2 separate regions of the Mus musculus genome follow, and region 1 is linked to region 2. The links are chromatin contacts, called in public Hi-C maps. All regions are on one chromosome and are shown on one strand. The core of a region is the stretch at or near the end of the contact, and the rest is flanking DNA. Distances in the headings are between cores, read along the strand shown.

Region 1 (7,383 bases), core at 3,905-6,404, 610 kb before region 2:
ATAGTGTTGGCAATCGAACCCAGGGCCTTGGGTTTGCAAAACAATACTCTACCACTGCCCCACCCCCAGCCCCTGCTTGCTCTGAAGGGGCTGGGAAGGGAGGAAGAGCCGGTCAAGAGGAAATCAGGCTAGTGTTTGGAGGCCATACAAGTCCCTGGGGATCCCCGTGCACCAGGCTTGGTTCTAATCTTCTTCCCACAGATGAGGAAACTGTGGGTCAGAAACTGGTGTCCAGTCTCACGGCCCCATGCCATGCCATGCCTCCACCTAGCATTCCGGGGCCTCGCTTTAGATTGTAGCAAATCCCTGGCCCTGGAGGAGGCAGGAGCTCACCCTTGATCTCAGAGGCTCCAGCGGCTTTGATTGTAATCAAATTAATAGATAAACAAGATTTATTAGACTCTTAATTAGCTTTGCGACACCGATTTGCATAGAGACAATGTGCTAATCACAAATGGCTTTTTAAACCACTCATTAAAAACCTGGGATGAGGAAACAGACGTTGTTGGGATAAAGTCCAGATCACCTCAGGGACACTGAAGGTGTCCTTCTGCCCAGGCAATGGCTAGATCCTCCAGGTAACACACAGCTTCTGTCCTGGAGTTACGGTGGGGGTGGGGGGATATAGGATGTTTCTGTGGCTTCTGCTAAGTGGAAGATGACCTTGGTATGGTCAACGGTGAAGCTAAGACAGAAGCTGAGGACTTTTACAAGCTACAGTTAGCTCATACTCGTCACAGGGTCACAGCTACTCTTATCAAGTGCTTTGGGAGCAGCCTGGATCTTCTCTGCATTTCTCTCATGGTGGTGGGCAGCACCATGTCTTTTTGGAACCTCAGGAGCTCAGAGAGGTCAAGGGCTCTGGTTAGAGGCACAGCACAGCCTAAGGTGAAAGAACTTGGGCCCCAACTTGTGGCCTCACCCAACTGTGGCACCACCACATCTACATGGCTTGCAGAGGGTATGATAGTGCTCTGAACCACAGAAAGACCATGGTCCCCAGGGGCCCTCAGACCTCTGGGTTCAGGTAGGGTTTCCAGCTCCAGTTGAGGACCCAGAGTCTCTAAATGCCTGGCTCCTCTAGGGACCAAACTCCAGACTTCCCAGTGTACAGAATACACCCCATCCTTAGTAAAAAGACAACAGCCCCTTTTGAAGATATCAGAGTTAGTTTCTCAGTTACAAATACTTGCTTTTTGCTTCCACTATCTATGTTTAGGAATTTACATTAGGGGTTTAACAGGTGCTGGGGACCTCCAGAGTTCCCCTGGAAATGAGAGATTTCTCCCACAGGGACATGCACGAAGGTTACAAGGAGCCGCCAATCAAGTCAATTCCTGGTCACTGGTTACTGAGTATCCTCTCCACCATCCTGGGTTTGGAGAAGGGTCAACAATTGCTCCATCATAATGTGGCAGGATTATGATAATTACCTAGGGTAAGCCATGGATCAGAGCAGGGCATAGACTGTTTCAGAACCCTCACAATCAGCAAACAGCTATACCCTCACAACCCTTGCACACACTCTTCTGTGTCCTACTTCAACCCTATAAGCTGTGTGTTCTTGGACAACTTACTGTCCCACTCTGGGCCAGGTTAGTTTCCTCTTAAGTTCTGTGACCTCGCTATGCTCACAAGAGGGACCATTGCTCAATTCAACTGATCAGCCTCAACCCCAATCAATACCCAGCGAGTGCCCAGCTCCTCAGCCTGTCTCGGAAAGGCCATCAGAGACCACAGAAGACATGGTCCCTAGGTCTGTAAGCTTGCTGAACACCTGCTCTGCATTGTCTGTTATCCTGCTGGATCTTCAAGGCCCTGAACCTGCCATGGTAGCAGAAGTAGCAGGACCTTGGATGGCTTTTACACACAGTATTTTGAAGCAAAACTAGATTGAGGTTATAGGATGCAGGTGGCTTCTCTTCAGCCTTGGATCCTCCATGGTCAAGACACTTTCAGAGCCCTCCACAATCATCTCTGTCTGCTCCTAGACGCAGGACCCGGGCTTCCCTCTTTACCCTGCCTTTATCCACCAGCTCCTCATTTTGCCCCAGGAGCCTTCCTCCTCTGTTGGCAGAGTCAGCTTCTAAGTAAAGAGACTGCTTTTCTTTGTTCAATGACAGATAATCCGTATCAGCTCAACTTGATGAAGACCTAGCAAAGGACTGGCTGTGGTCAAAACCTGCCAGCCTCCAGGGCTAGAATAGCCACAGCCGAGCAAGTCTGAGACAAGTCTCTAGTGGGAAGTCACACTATTCTGGTCTATCACCATTACCAACAGTGAAATGACTCAGGCAAGAAAGTTGGGAGGGGCAATGTTAATGGGGTGATGAGAGTCCGTCCTGATGGTTCTGAAGCTCTGAGGGGCTGGGCAGAATTAGCAAGACACAGCTGAAAATGATGGCAGGAATATGATGGCAGGCTCGCACGCACACACGCGCACACATGAGTACATGCTCTCACACATGTACACACATACTCACACACCTGTAATCCTAGCACTAGAAGGCTGAGGCAGGAGGATCAGAAGTTGGAGATCAGCCTGTGCCACTGAGAGAGACTCGGTCTGCCTCCAAACACCAAGGAAATGGTCAACCACCATCAGACCAATTGCCAAAGTCCTATTCACTGACAGCTTGGCCAGGGATAAGGAACAGAAGGCAGAAGGAAGCAGGTTTACCTCTCTAGAGCAATGAATGGTTTTCAAGTAAGGCGGCATCCCCACTTTCCCAAATGTGCTGCAGTGCTTAGGGAGTGGGGAGGCAGTCTTCAGAAAGGTAAGGTAGGCAGGGCCCATGATGCTCACTGCATTCAGCTACCCAGGTCAAGTGCCACCCCCTCAGGAAACGCTGGCACAGGAGATAGAGGCTGGGTTAGCAGAGCCTAGTGAGGCAGTGTCAGCGTGCTGTATAAGGCCTTGCTATGCTCTGAAATGCTTTTGACCATGCCAGGTAAACGTAGTTGGGCCACCCTGGCCAGGCAGAGCACTTGGCTTTGATGTGTGCTTGAGGTCCTCTCTGGTTTCGATTTAGAGGACAAGGTTGACACCAAGTTCTGGCAGTGCCCGGCGGTCCAGAACTGACTACAGGATGTTCTGGGCTTCAGGTCTCTCGGCCAGGCAGAATAATGAGAGCTGAGCCGACTGCAGAGGCCCCAGTCATTAGCGAGGACCCACAAGGGGAGTGCAGACAGCATGACGGGCCCTGTTGTTGCAGGGTCAGCCCACAGAATACTCAGAGCATCAGCTCAGCAAGGCGCCTGCGAGATAATTAACAGGGAATTGCCAGTCTCACCACGTGCTTTTCTGAGGCTGGTGCAGGGGAGCCTGGCCAGTTCCTAGGTGCTTGCCAGTCTTGCAAGCCTGTTCCTGCCTAGGATCTAGGGTTTTGGCAGACCCAGCTCAGTTTCACTTGTTCCAGTATAATGGGTGTGGCCTGGTTCTGCTCTACAGTGAGGTGAGGCCATAGCCCTGGAGTGTCCTGAGACCCAACTGGCTTTCAGTTTCCCTGAGAGTGCTTAAATTCCTGCTTTGGTTAGAGGGAAGGCTCCAAACTCATGATTCTTAATGTTCTATAGAGGCATCTGAAGGACAAGGTGGGGAAAAACGTCTTCTCATCCCTGACTGACGGGAAGACGCAAGCCATTTAGGAGGATTTAAAGGCCAACTGCTTCTCAGAGGCCCCGCCCTAGGTATTACACCACAGGAGGTCCCCACCCCCAGACCCCAGGCCAGAAGGCACCTGGATGCTCACCTGTGCGACAGAGTGGGTTTCATGGAGCTCATGGAGCTGAGGGGGGGCTGCATGGGCAGTTTCCCAGGGGGGTCGTTCTGGCGGCTCTTCTGATGTCGCAGCAGCAGCAGGCGGCCAAGTTCTTCACACCAGGAGGACAGCAGGGCTGCAAGCAAAGACAGATGGTCAGTGGACACACTCGAGCCCCCTCTGCATCCTTCCCAGACGTGGCGTTTATGAGGCCGGTTTTGCTCCTGGGAAATTTCTAAGGCTTCCTGGTAGGCCTCAGTGTTTTAAACTATAAAATGGACCAAAGGCAAAATCAGAATCATTTGTGACACGAGTCCACTACAAGGGCCAGCTGGAATGGCCACCAGGTTGAGAGGCCCCAAAGAACAGTCCCGACAATGAAGAGAAGACGGAGCCAAGGGTGAGATGAGGGGAAAAGGCCAACAGAGGCCTTGGATCAGGGTATGAGCAGGCACTTCTAGGGAACCCCATTACCACATACTCAGGACATTTAGTGCTCCCATGGGTGTGTTAGAAACTGTAAAGTGTAGACATAACTTAGAGCTTTCTTGGAGTTGCTGAAGACCCAGAAGCATTCGCTAGACTCTGAAACCCCCCAGCCAGAACTCTCCTGTTGAGTACACATCAACCTTAGACAGACCGACCGACAGACAGACAGACAGACATGCACGCACTCACTCTCATTGGACTCAAATGCTTGGAAGGATTGAAGGTTTCCATAGCAGAGGGTGGTAGTGTGTGAGTGTGAGGTGTGAGTGTGTGTGTGTTTGCACTAGAGACAGCCAAGGCAGCATGTGCAAGAGTCTCTGCCACCAGCCCAAGACTACAGTGACCAATGCAGGGGGAAAGAATTGTCCTCTCTTCATCCCAGTGTCACCACTAGGGACTAAAAGTTTCCTTAAGGTCCTTTCAGGATACAGCCAAGTTTAGGAAAGGGACAAGGTTAAGGCTGGGCTTGTCACCACATCCCCTGTAAGTCTCAGAGTACTTGGAGATAAATCGGGGTGTGGCTCCAGCCGCAGATGATGGCCTTGTAGGACAATGAGAGGAGAGGCCCTAGGTCCTGTGAAGGCTCTATGCCCCAGTGTAGGGGAATGCCAGGACAGGGAAGCAGGAGTGGGGGTGAGGGGTGGGATGGGGGGTTTTCAGAGGGGAAATGAGAAAAGGGGATAAAACTTGCAATGTAAATAAGGAAAATGTCTATTAAAAAATATTTTTTTTCACCAAAAAAAAAAAAAAGAAAGAAAGAGAGAAAAAAAAAGAGGGGTATGGATTTTTGTCACTCAGTGCTCAAAGCCAGAGTGACTTTCCAGAGGTCGAGTCAGCGTCCCTGCTCTGGAAAATCTGCCTTCAGCAGATAAGCCGCAGTTGACCTTCCTCTCTTGACTCCTCCCACTTAAATAAGGAAGCTGAAGTCAGCACTGCTAACACTGGGGGACATGCCCGATGCAATCTGACCAGGAGTGCTGGGTGCTTCAAGCTGCCAGGCCCTGCACGGGTCCTCTCTCAGCCCACAGCTCCGACGGCTATCACTGGGGCCGTGCCACCAGGTGCTTGCTCATCTTGCCAGTGTCCAAAAGCTCCTGACCAAGGATGGAAGTGGGACTGTAGCCCTCAGGAGAGCACCCGTGTCTCCCCTAGAGGCTGGTGGATATGCTGATGCAGCTTGTCCTTCTCTGTGGGTGTTCTCAGTGTCACCAACACAGGGAGGACCCTGCCCCTGGCACGCATCTGCTGGGAAGCCGGTGAGGCTCCTAGTGGGTGCCCAGTGTTCAAGCGTGCCAGGAGGGAAAGCCGCCTATCCAGAAAGGCTGGATCAGGAACAGGTATGTTTTCAGATTGCTCCATTCTTTCTCTGGGCCTCGGTTCGGCTTCTTGCACAGAGGAGCAGGCACCTAGAAGCTCATTTGCACGCCAAGCACGAGGCCCACAGGGTTGCAGCTCTAGGAGGCTTGCTGCCAGCACAAAGGATGGATGCCGACCGGCTGCTTGTGACACGCCTCACTATCTTAGCCCTGCCCTCTGGGTACCAGCCAGGCTGCTGTGGGATTTAGGGTTTTCCTTGGTTACCGGAGGCTGCCCTACAGGTAAAGGGCAAGGTTGTTCACTATCCCAAGTGGACTGGTTTCTGGAAAGATAATGAAGGCATAGGACTGGCAATGGAAATGGGAAGGAGGTGTTTGTTAACTATGTCTTCTCATGCCTGGAAGGCCACAATCCAGTGACCAGGAGGGAAAGAGGGGTGACACAGAGAACCCTCCTCCCCCTACCTTGGCTAAAAGCCTGGGGAGCACAGAGCTTGAGAGCAGCCCCCTCACAATGGGCAGGAGCAATGTGCATGCCTACGAAGGCTTGAACGGACAGGGGCTATGTGGAGACAAACACCACATGGAAATTTGCAGCCAAAAAGGGAGTATGGGTCTGTTTACAGACAGGCCAGGCAGGAGCCCATGGGGCTGCAGTGCTCCAGCCTGGTGGGACCAAGCACACTTTGATCTGGGAAGGCCTAGCTGCTTCCTGAAGGTCAGTTTTGCCTGCTTGTCCTGTGTACCAGTGGCAGGTAAGGCTGCCCCAGGATGGGCAACAGAGACTGTTCTGGTCCTAATTTACACCCTTCTCTGTGGTAGATAGGTCTGAAGTGCTCTATCAACTGTCTAGACAGCCAGCACTGTTGCCACTCGTCTTATCCTAAGAGTCTCACTCCCAAGTTGACTACAGCCAGGAGCAGTGTCCACAGAAGCCCGTGATCTAAGACCTGGCACTCAGAGGCATGACCACAATGGCACCCACTGCTTCCTCTTCTCCCGATGGACCCATGGCAGGGTTCGACTGTCCCGAGAGCAGAACACATCAAGCCACAAACTGTCTTTTGTCTACAGTGCCTGGAGAACAGTCCTTAGAGGCCCCTTCCTTACGCCCACCTGGAGCAGCAGGCCTTACACCACCCATGTCCAAGCACTGAAACGGGTAGCCCTGGGAGTCTGGCCTCTCAGCCTGGAGGGAGCCAGTTTCCTCACTAGCTCATCAGAACATTCCACCAAGTGTCCCAGCTAATATCACCACGAAACAGTGGGACCCACATTGGAGCCCAACTGTCTACTCCAAGTCTCAACCCAGATTTCAAACTGTTTCCAAACTTCTCAACATGGTATACAAAGATGCATAACCCAATACATCTAAAATGATCATCAAATGAGGGCTGGCAAGATGGCTCAAGGGTTGACGGCTTGAGTTCCACCCTTGAGACCCACATGTTGGAAGGAGAACAGACTCCTTCGTATTGTCTATTGTCCTCCTCATGTCACACACACACACACACACACACACACACACACACACATGGATATATATACAAATAGATGTTAATAATTTAAAAGGAGATCCATTGACCATCTGGGGACAGGTGTCACTGTGTAGCTTGGATGACCCAGCACTCACTATGTTATGTAGATCATGCTGGCCTTGAACTTCAAGTTCTGCCTGCCTCTATTTATTGTTGAGATTAAAGGCATATGCCATCAAGTGTGTGGCTCTCCACAAAAATGAACTAGCATTTTGTTACTAGGTTCCCTTCCTATTCATTCTCACCTTAGGTGCCAAGCGTCTGATCGCCCACCTATAT
Region 2 (7,266 bases), core at 1,381-3,880:
TGATGGCCTGGTTCCCCTCCCCATCCACCTGCTTTTCTTCCCAGATGGAGAAATGTGCTGAGCTGAGGACTATTTGTCCAAGGTTCCTTTCTGCTTCTAGTTTCGACAGCTGGAGCCAGACCGATTGATTTCCCTGGGACTACGTGGATGCTGATGAGGGCTGGGGCATGATTTTCTTGCTGCAGAATGTGGCATAATATGGTCGGACAGATGGTGTTTGGGGTCCAGCCTATACTGAGCACCCTCTGGCTGGGTCCTGTGCAGGCCACATACTTGCTTTAGTCAGTTCTCAGCAGTCCCATGAGGATGCGATGTGTCCCCAAACCAAACTCATTATAGACTTAAGACCCCCCCCCCATTATGTAGCCAGTAGAACTGTACCACCACTTATATACCCTTACCTGGGCAGCCTCCTAGGGTCTCTTGCTCATGCAACAGGAAGCTGAAGCTCTGTTGATAACATCCCCTTACACCCCCTAAGTTGTATGCCAGTGTGGCCTTTGTCCAGGCCAGCTCCTACAATCCTAGTCTGATACTGCTGCCACACGGGCATTCTGAGCTCCTGTGTTTAGTTCTTGATCCATTCTTGCCCATGGGTTCCTGAGCAGACTTTCCAAGCTCATGCTGGCCAGGTTACTCACTGCTGGGTTATTTAGACAAACCCTTGACCACAGTACTTAGACTTCTGGGGGGAAGCAGAGTGTTGTCTTTGAAGAGCAGACCTATCGTGGAGTCAGCCGTCAGTAGTCCTGAATGACTGCTGGATCCCATGTGGCTCTCTACCTCCTCCTGGTTGGTAGCCTCTCAGTCTAGCTGTTGCTTACTTCTCTTGAATGCCTTCTACCTTTCTCCCTTCTTACCCCCAGCCTCTCTCTTGACCTCAAGGCTCCTTTCCTAAGTCACCTCCTTTTGCATCTTCAAGACAACTTTCTTGAAAGTTGGGCCAGACGCCTGTTTTACTTTCTTTAGGTCAATGAAACAGAGAGCCACAAATCCATGTAGGTTAAATAACAGAGATTTATCTTTCTACCATCCAGGAGGCACAAAGGGTGAGTCCAAGGTATTGAGCATTTTGGCTCTCTGGTGGCTATGAGATAGTTTGCATACCCATCTCCCTCCTAGCTTGCTGGCACTGCATTCCTACACCAGCCTCTGATGTCCTAGGGCCGGTCTTCGCCCTGATTCTGTTTCCCCTACTCTATCTCTTATAAGTACATATATCACTGGATACTGCAGAATGACTTTATCTAAATAATCCTCATGTTAACTGCACCTACAAAGATCCTCTCTCTAAATGCGACCAAGTAAGGTGACGTTCATGGTACTAGGCATACATCTGGGGACCGTGCCTCTCTTCTGTACCACACATCAGAAGGGCACTCACTCTTGGTTTCTTTCTCAGCATGAAGGCCATGGTCTGACTCCCTAGCATTGAGCTCTGGTGAGCTGGCACAGGACTTGTCTGCCCCAGCACTTGTCACTGTATGGCTCATGGACAAACATAACTAACAAAAGGACAGTGTATGCATTGGATGTTTCTTTCTCTTTGTACCAAAAAACCAGCCCAAGAGGAAAGCAAGGTGGGCCTAAGGCTGTGAAATAGATTGTGGTGATAGAAATTGGTTACTGCTATTTTGGTAAATGCTTAGGGATTCTGTGGAACATGTTTTTAAAGACTCCGCTGTGCCAAGACTGACCAGCTAGAGGGACACCATTGTGCCAGGTGGATATAGTTCCTTGAAAGATCCAGTAGGGACTTGCTTTTTGCCCATTATCTTCAGATTCCAGGGAGAGGGACATTCATGCTTGCTGGTCATGCCTTCATGTAAGCCCTAGGTATAAATACTTACCACATTTCACAGGAGAGGCATGTGGGGGTTCAGGAATACAAAAGACACAGATTACAATGAGCATAAAACAGGGCAACTAGTCATATCTAGACCCCTGACATGTTCTTTCCCTCTGAGGAGCCTCTGTTGGGAAGAGCAGTTTGTTTTGGAAGTTTCTGACTAGGCAGTTAGTTCGGACTTTCCTCTCAGCGTGTGAAGGAATCTCCCAAATCTACATTCTCCAGGTTTCTTTCTTGTGACTTGGAATTGTTCAAGACACTCTCTGCTTGGTTGGCATTATGAAAGTTAGCCAAAGGACAATAAAAGCATGCCTGCCCTCTGCACAACAGGTTTCTTGATCTTGCTGGAACCTCTATCCTGAAGCTCCAAAGAGGGTTCCCCTTGTTCTCATCATTAGGGAGGTGTCCTGATCTGGTGACTTCTATCTGATGGCTGCATGTTCCTGCAAATACTCTTTAGTATCTTGCAACAGTCCCTCAACAGGAAAAACCAGAATGACAGCGTCAACCTTCTTGGAGCACCAAGAGAAGGGAGCAGAATGGTATGTGTCCCTTCCATTGGGAGTGTCAGCATCCTCTGTGACCAAAAAAGCCTCTGGGCAAAACACTCTACAGGATGCCCCCTCAGACTGTCCTCTAGCAGCCTCTGGTGAGCTGATAGGGGCTCCTGCTGCCTTAGAGGGGATGGAACAGAGGTTCAAAGTATTAAGGACCCACCCAAGAGTCCACAACTCTTAAGGGGAAGAGTCAAGATGCTCTTGTGCTTTAATGCCAGTTGTGCCTTCCACTCCCTTCTAGACGCCAGAGGCGTCCACTGTGCTAGCTGCGTGCAGTTCTTCTTGTGGGTGTGGTTACCTGTGGAAAAAGCGACCAGGACAGTTGCTGGATATTCCTGGTCCCCTGGGAATGGACGTGTCTAGTTACTACTAAGGTGGTGATGGGGTGCTCAGAACAGGAACCCCCATCTCGCTGGAGTGATCTGTGGGTGGGAATACCTGACTTTAAGAGGCAGATTCAAGACAGGTGAGCCAAGTAGATAGGCCAGAGAGAAAGCTAGCTGTGGCAGGGAGAGGAGCCTGCATATGCTCAGGAGCTGGCCTGTAACCCAGACTGCCAAGTATCTGGAATGGCAAGGAGTGGGTTTGCCTGGAATCCTGAGTATCAGGCAGGGTGAGGACCACATGGTGCAGATGGTGAGGTGGAAGGAGAAGGTGCCAGGCCCCGGGAGGCTGCAGGACAGCTGGGAGTCTGGAGCATGGGCAGGTGGGAGAACAGAACGGGTTTAAGCAGGAGGAACGTGTTCACATTTATTTTTTTCAAAGGATTATTCTGGATGCTTTATGTGGATCAGGGCCAGGTTTTGGGAGGTGAGAGGTGGTAAGGACTTGGGAAATGTAGAAACTGGCAGAAATGCCGAAATAAAGTTGGAAGCTATTCGGGGGTATAAAAACAGCAGGAACTTTCAAATTCAGGAGGGGAATGCAAGAGCAGAGGGCACATAATGGCTCCCAGGACACCTGCTTGATCCTGGCACAACAGTGAGATGACTTGAACACAAGGCAATCAGCTTCCCACGGCTGATGTGGAGGCCTGGGCTGCCCACAGTGGGGATGTGCAGTGGGGACCTGGCTCTCTTACTCAGGGAAAGAAGTGGGAGCGCCAGCTTGAGGTGATGTACTGGAAGGCTCACATAACAAGCAAGGGGAGGACCTAGCTAATAAAGGTGCCAAGGAGCTAGAGAGATGGCTCGGAGGTTAAGATCACTCGGTGCTCTTGCAGAGGACCTGGGTTCTATTGCCAGTATCCACATGGCTCACACATTCATAACCCTAGTTGCTGGGTATCCAACAGGCATGCACATAGTGCACCCTTGCTACACATGCATGCTGTAAAAACATTCATATATATATAAAGTAAATTAATAAATCTTAAAAAAATTAAAGTTAAAAAAATAAGTGAAGATTCTAGAAGGAAGACCACGGTGGGGAACCCAGTAAGGGTCAATAAAGGTGAGCGACTAGAAAGATTTCAAGAGCAGCCAATGACGTTAGGTCCAGTGTCACAAAGACCCTGTGAAGTAAGGCACATATCACTGGACTCCACCCTTCAAGGGCCAGTCTGCAATTGTCGAGGTCAGATACGAACATGGGTGGAAGTGGATGCCAAAGGAAGGACAGAGCAGCTAGGAAGTGGATGTGGAACCCCTTAGTGTAAGCTCTTTCCCAGGGTTGAAGGAGAGAGGAGAGGCACAGCTCATGGAGCCACATGCAGGGAAGTCCCTTTCTTTTAATGTCATTCATCTCTAGTTTCATGGAGGAAGCTTGCATAAAGATGCTTGGCTTGTTCAGTCCTCAGCAAGACGTGGCCTGAAGCCCATGAAGGCTTACTCAGTGGATGCAGTGAACATAGGACCTCTCCCTCCCTCGTCTTCAGAGATGCTTGCCTAGGGGTTGTGATTCAGCCCGAAACCGGGGTTTCCCTCCCTACATCTGGCTTCTCCCTATTACCTTTCTCAGTCTTTAGCATTCCACAAATGCTCATCTGATCATTGATTTCCCTAGCACAACAATTCCAGGGTGGCCTGACTTATTCAAGCTTGAGAGTCAGCACATGAAACCAGGGTTGGCACACGTTAGAACTGAATTTGACCTTAGGCTCTGGAGACCACTGATGGTTACTTACCACACGTCCTTTGGTTTCTGTTGATGTGATTAGACACAATTAAATCAACTCGAAGGGGAAAGCATTCATTTTGTCTTATAGGTTACAGTCTACCATCAAAGGAAGCCAGGGCAAGAAGAGCTCAGATAGGAATGGGAAGGCAAGACCTGAAGCAGAGGCCATGGAAGGACACCCTGTACTGGTTTGCTCTCTATGGCTTGCTCACTTTGCTCTCTTATTCAACCCCCACTTTGGGCTGGATCCCCCTATATCAATTATTAATCAGGAACATACCTCACAGATATGTCTACAAGCCAGTCTGATGGAGACAGTTCCTCAATTGAGGGTGACTCTAGTTTGTGTCAAGTAGACAAATCCTGCCCAGTACACACCACGGGATGTATCAGTTGTCTTCAGGTTAGAGGGGAGCTTCCTAGCAGCAGAAAGAGACCGGGATTGGAAGATGACTATGAAGAAGACAGGGGCTGAAGGACTTGGGGCCAATCAAGGGATTGCTGCTGGAGTCTGAGTTTCAAATCTCTTCTACCCCTTCCTTCAGGTCCATTGCTGACACCACCACAGGCAGTCTGGTTGACCATATGGCTGCAGATATCAGCCAATGCTACAAGTCGACGTTCAGGAAGGTTCAGGAGTTAAGAATGAACACAGTATTAAGACGGCAGGGCAATCTACAAAGCAGCTCCTGCAAACGCCACCCCCACCCCCCCAACTCCTGGGGGACTTGAGCAACAAAGATGTTTACCTCTTCTTCAGCCCTTTACACTTTTCCTTAGAACAGATTAGAATGTTCTCTTTCTACTTTATTTTTTGTTTGTTTGTTTTGTTTTTTCGAGACAGGGTTTCTCTGTGTAGCCCTGGCCGTCCTGGAACTCACTCTGTAGACCAGGCTGGCTTCGAATTCAGAAATCTGCCTGCCTCTGCCTCCCGAGTGCTGGGATTAAAGGCGTGCGCCACCACTGTCCAGCTCTACTTTGGGCCTAAGCATTTGGTCTGTTTTGCTTAGTAGAACTAATACAATGAGAACAGGTTAAGAGAGCAAAGGGGCCTCTGTGACCTAAAACGGGCTCGGCTTTACTTTGTTTTGTTCTAGATCCCTGGGATCCAGAAAGAAATGTGGAGCCTGGTGGGATCTCCGTGTTTCCTCTTTGGATGGTTTTGGGGGCCAAATTACCTGAAGAGAGTCTAGCAAGCAGAAAGAGACAGAGCTAGGAAGAGGAGTCTCCCTGTCCTCACCGACCAGAGGGAGGGGATCACAAACCTTCATCTGGAAAATGAACTTAATTAGAGTCTAGCTCCTGGCTTCTCACCTGACTCTCCTGGAGGCCTAAGGCCCATGGCTTTATTTCTAGGAAAACACACAACTCTATCTCTCCAGTGTGACAAGAAGAAGGAGGAGGAGGAGGAGGGGAAGGAGAAGAAGGTGAGGAAGAGGAGGAGGAGGGGAAGGAGAAGAAGGTGAGGAAGAGGAGGAGGAGGGGAAGGAGAAGAAGGTGAGGAAGAGGAGGAGGAGGAAGAAGAAGAATAATTTTGAAGTTGTTGATAGCCAGAGTAGGAAAAGCCTAGAGTTCAAATGGTCACAGATTTGAGTGCTGTTGACCGTAGCCAGTAAGCTCTGTAACATGTTTCATAATGCCTGGCAAAGATTCCCTCTTTCAAGCACATGTATACGTCCAGGTACACACGCATACACAGTCATCTGATACCAAAACCGAGTCGGGGGTGACTGGGTCAAAGAAATTATGTTCTGTGCTTGCATTTCATATCACACCTTCTCTGATGCCATGGCGTGAGGGATGGCCATTTTTACTCTGTATGTTCTAGAGATTAACTGACAGAGGCAGAGTTTGCTTGTCTCACTTCCTTTTCCCCAACTCGTCTCTCTGCTTCACATTCTTCCCGCTTCCCCGGACTCTTGTCTTGTTTCTCTCCTCCTGCAGTCTCCCGGTTGCCCTCCCCGCAGCCCCCTCTGGTTGGTACCTTCCTTCCTCTCCTTTCTTTTCTCCGTGACTGCTGCTTTTCCCTTTTCTCTTCTTCCTGACCTCTCTAGTCTCCTTTTTCTTTCTCTTCCAGCAATTCCTGCTTCCCAAGGCCAACAGGCTGCGCTGAGACCTGTACTCACTTGGCTTTAATTAGGATCCCTTCAGAAACCTTGACCCCGGAGAGAGCACAGCACTCAACTTCCAATTTCCTTAGCTCCGTCTCACAGCCTCCCTCCTCCAAGCCTCTAAGAGCTTGAAGACAATAAAAGAGATTTAGAATGGGTACATGGACGAGGAGAGGCCCGAAGGTACCCCACCTCCTCCTCTTCCTACTCAATGATGAGGAAAGGATAGCTCCTCTTTGGCAGGAACGGGATACCTCAGTCTCATGGAGCTTAGCCAGAGTGAGGGAGGCTGTGCTCAGGCCCTGGCACCCCAGCCTTTCCTGCTCTGGTGCCCCAGGACCTGGCTACAAAGGACTCTGAGTTGGGAGAGCACCTCAAGGACCAGACTGCTTAGCAACAAATACTGACATTTTTTTTTCCAAGCATGCCCCAAGGCATCTTGGGAAGAAGCTACAAAGTTAACCAGAAACAAACGGTGAACTCAGTAATTGCACACACTCCTATTTTTCTTAAGAAACCAACTGGATCTCATTACGGTAGGCTCCTGAAGGTAGACAGAGAAAACCTTGTCGTCACCCGTTAAATATGTCTAATTTTACACACTGTCATGTAGTACTCCATCCAGCTGGCT

The links. A called contact is a pair of places that touch in the nucleus more often than the background predicts.
Region 1: a Hi-C map of epidermal suprabasal cells shows a contact between it and region 2, with 4 times the contacts expected there. The contact joins two enhancer-like sites. A contact is called at or near these places in 1 of 15 datasets of contacts at CTCF or cohesin (large pre-B cells), 1 of 484 Hi-C or Micro-C datasets (epidermal suprabasal cells), 1 of 115 datasets of contacts at active chromatin or transcription factors (embryonic basal ganglia) and 1 of 9 other capture datasets (embryonic stem cells).

The regions. Positions count from the first base shown.
Region 1 is chr14:25,632,387-25,639,769 of GRCm38.p6, reverse strand. It overlaps Zmiz1 (zinc finger, MIZ-type containing 1), which reads right to left. Exons shown (of 24, transcript NM_001310666.1): 7 at 3,753-3,897. Among named protein-coding and RNA genes, the nearest start is that of Gm52102, 25 kb to the left of the region's middle. Within about 2 kb of position 5,154, at least 79 of the 459 cell types and tissues checked have an H3K27ac peak or open chromatin away from gene starts, as enhancers often do. A contact at or near this core is called in epidermal suprabasal cells, where this site is marked.
Region 2 is chr14:25,023,070-25,030,335 of GRCm38.p6, reverse strand. No RefSeq gene overlaps it. Among named protein-coding and RNA genes, the nearest start is that of Gm41112, 24 kb to the left of the region's middle. Within about 2 kb of position 2,630, at least 7 of the 459 cell types and tissues checked have an H3K27ac peak or open chromatin away from gene starts, as enhancers often do. A contact at or near this core is called in epidermal suprabasal cells, where this site is marked.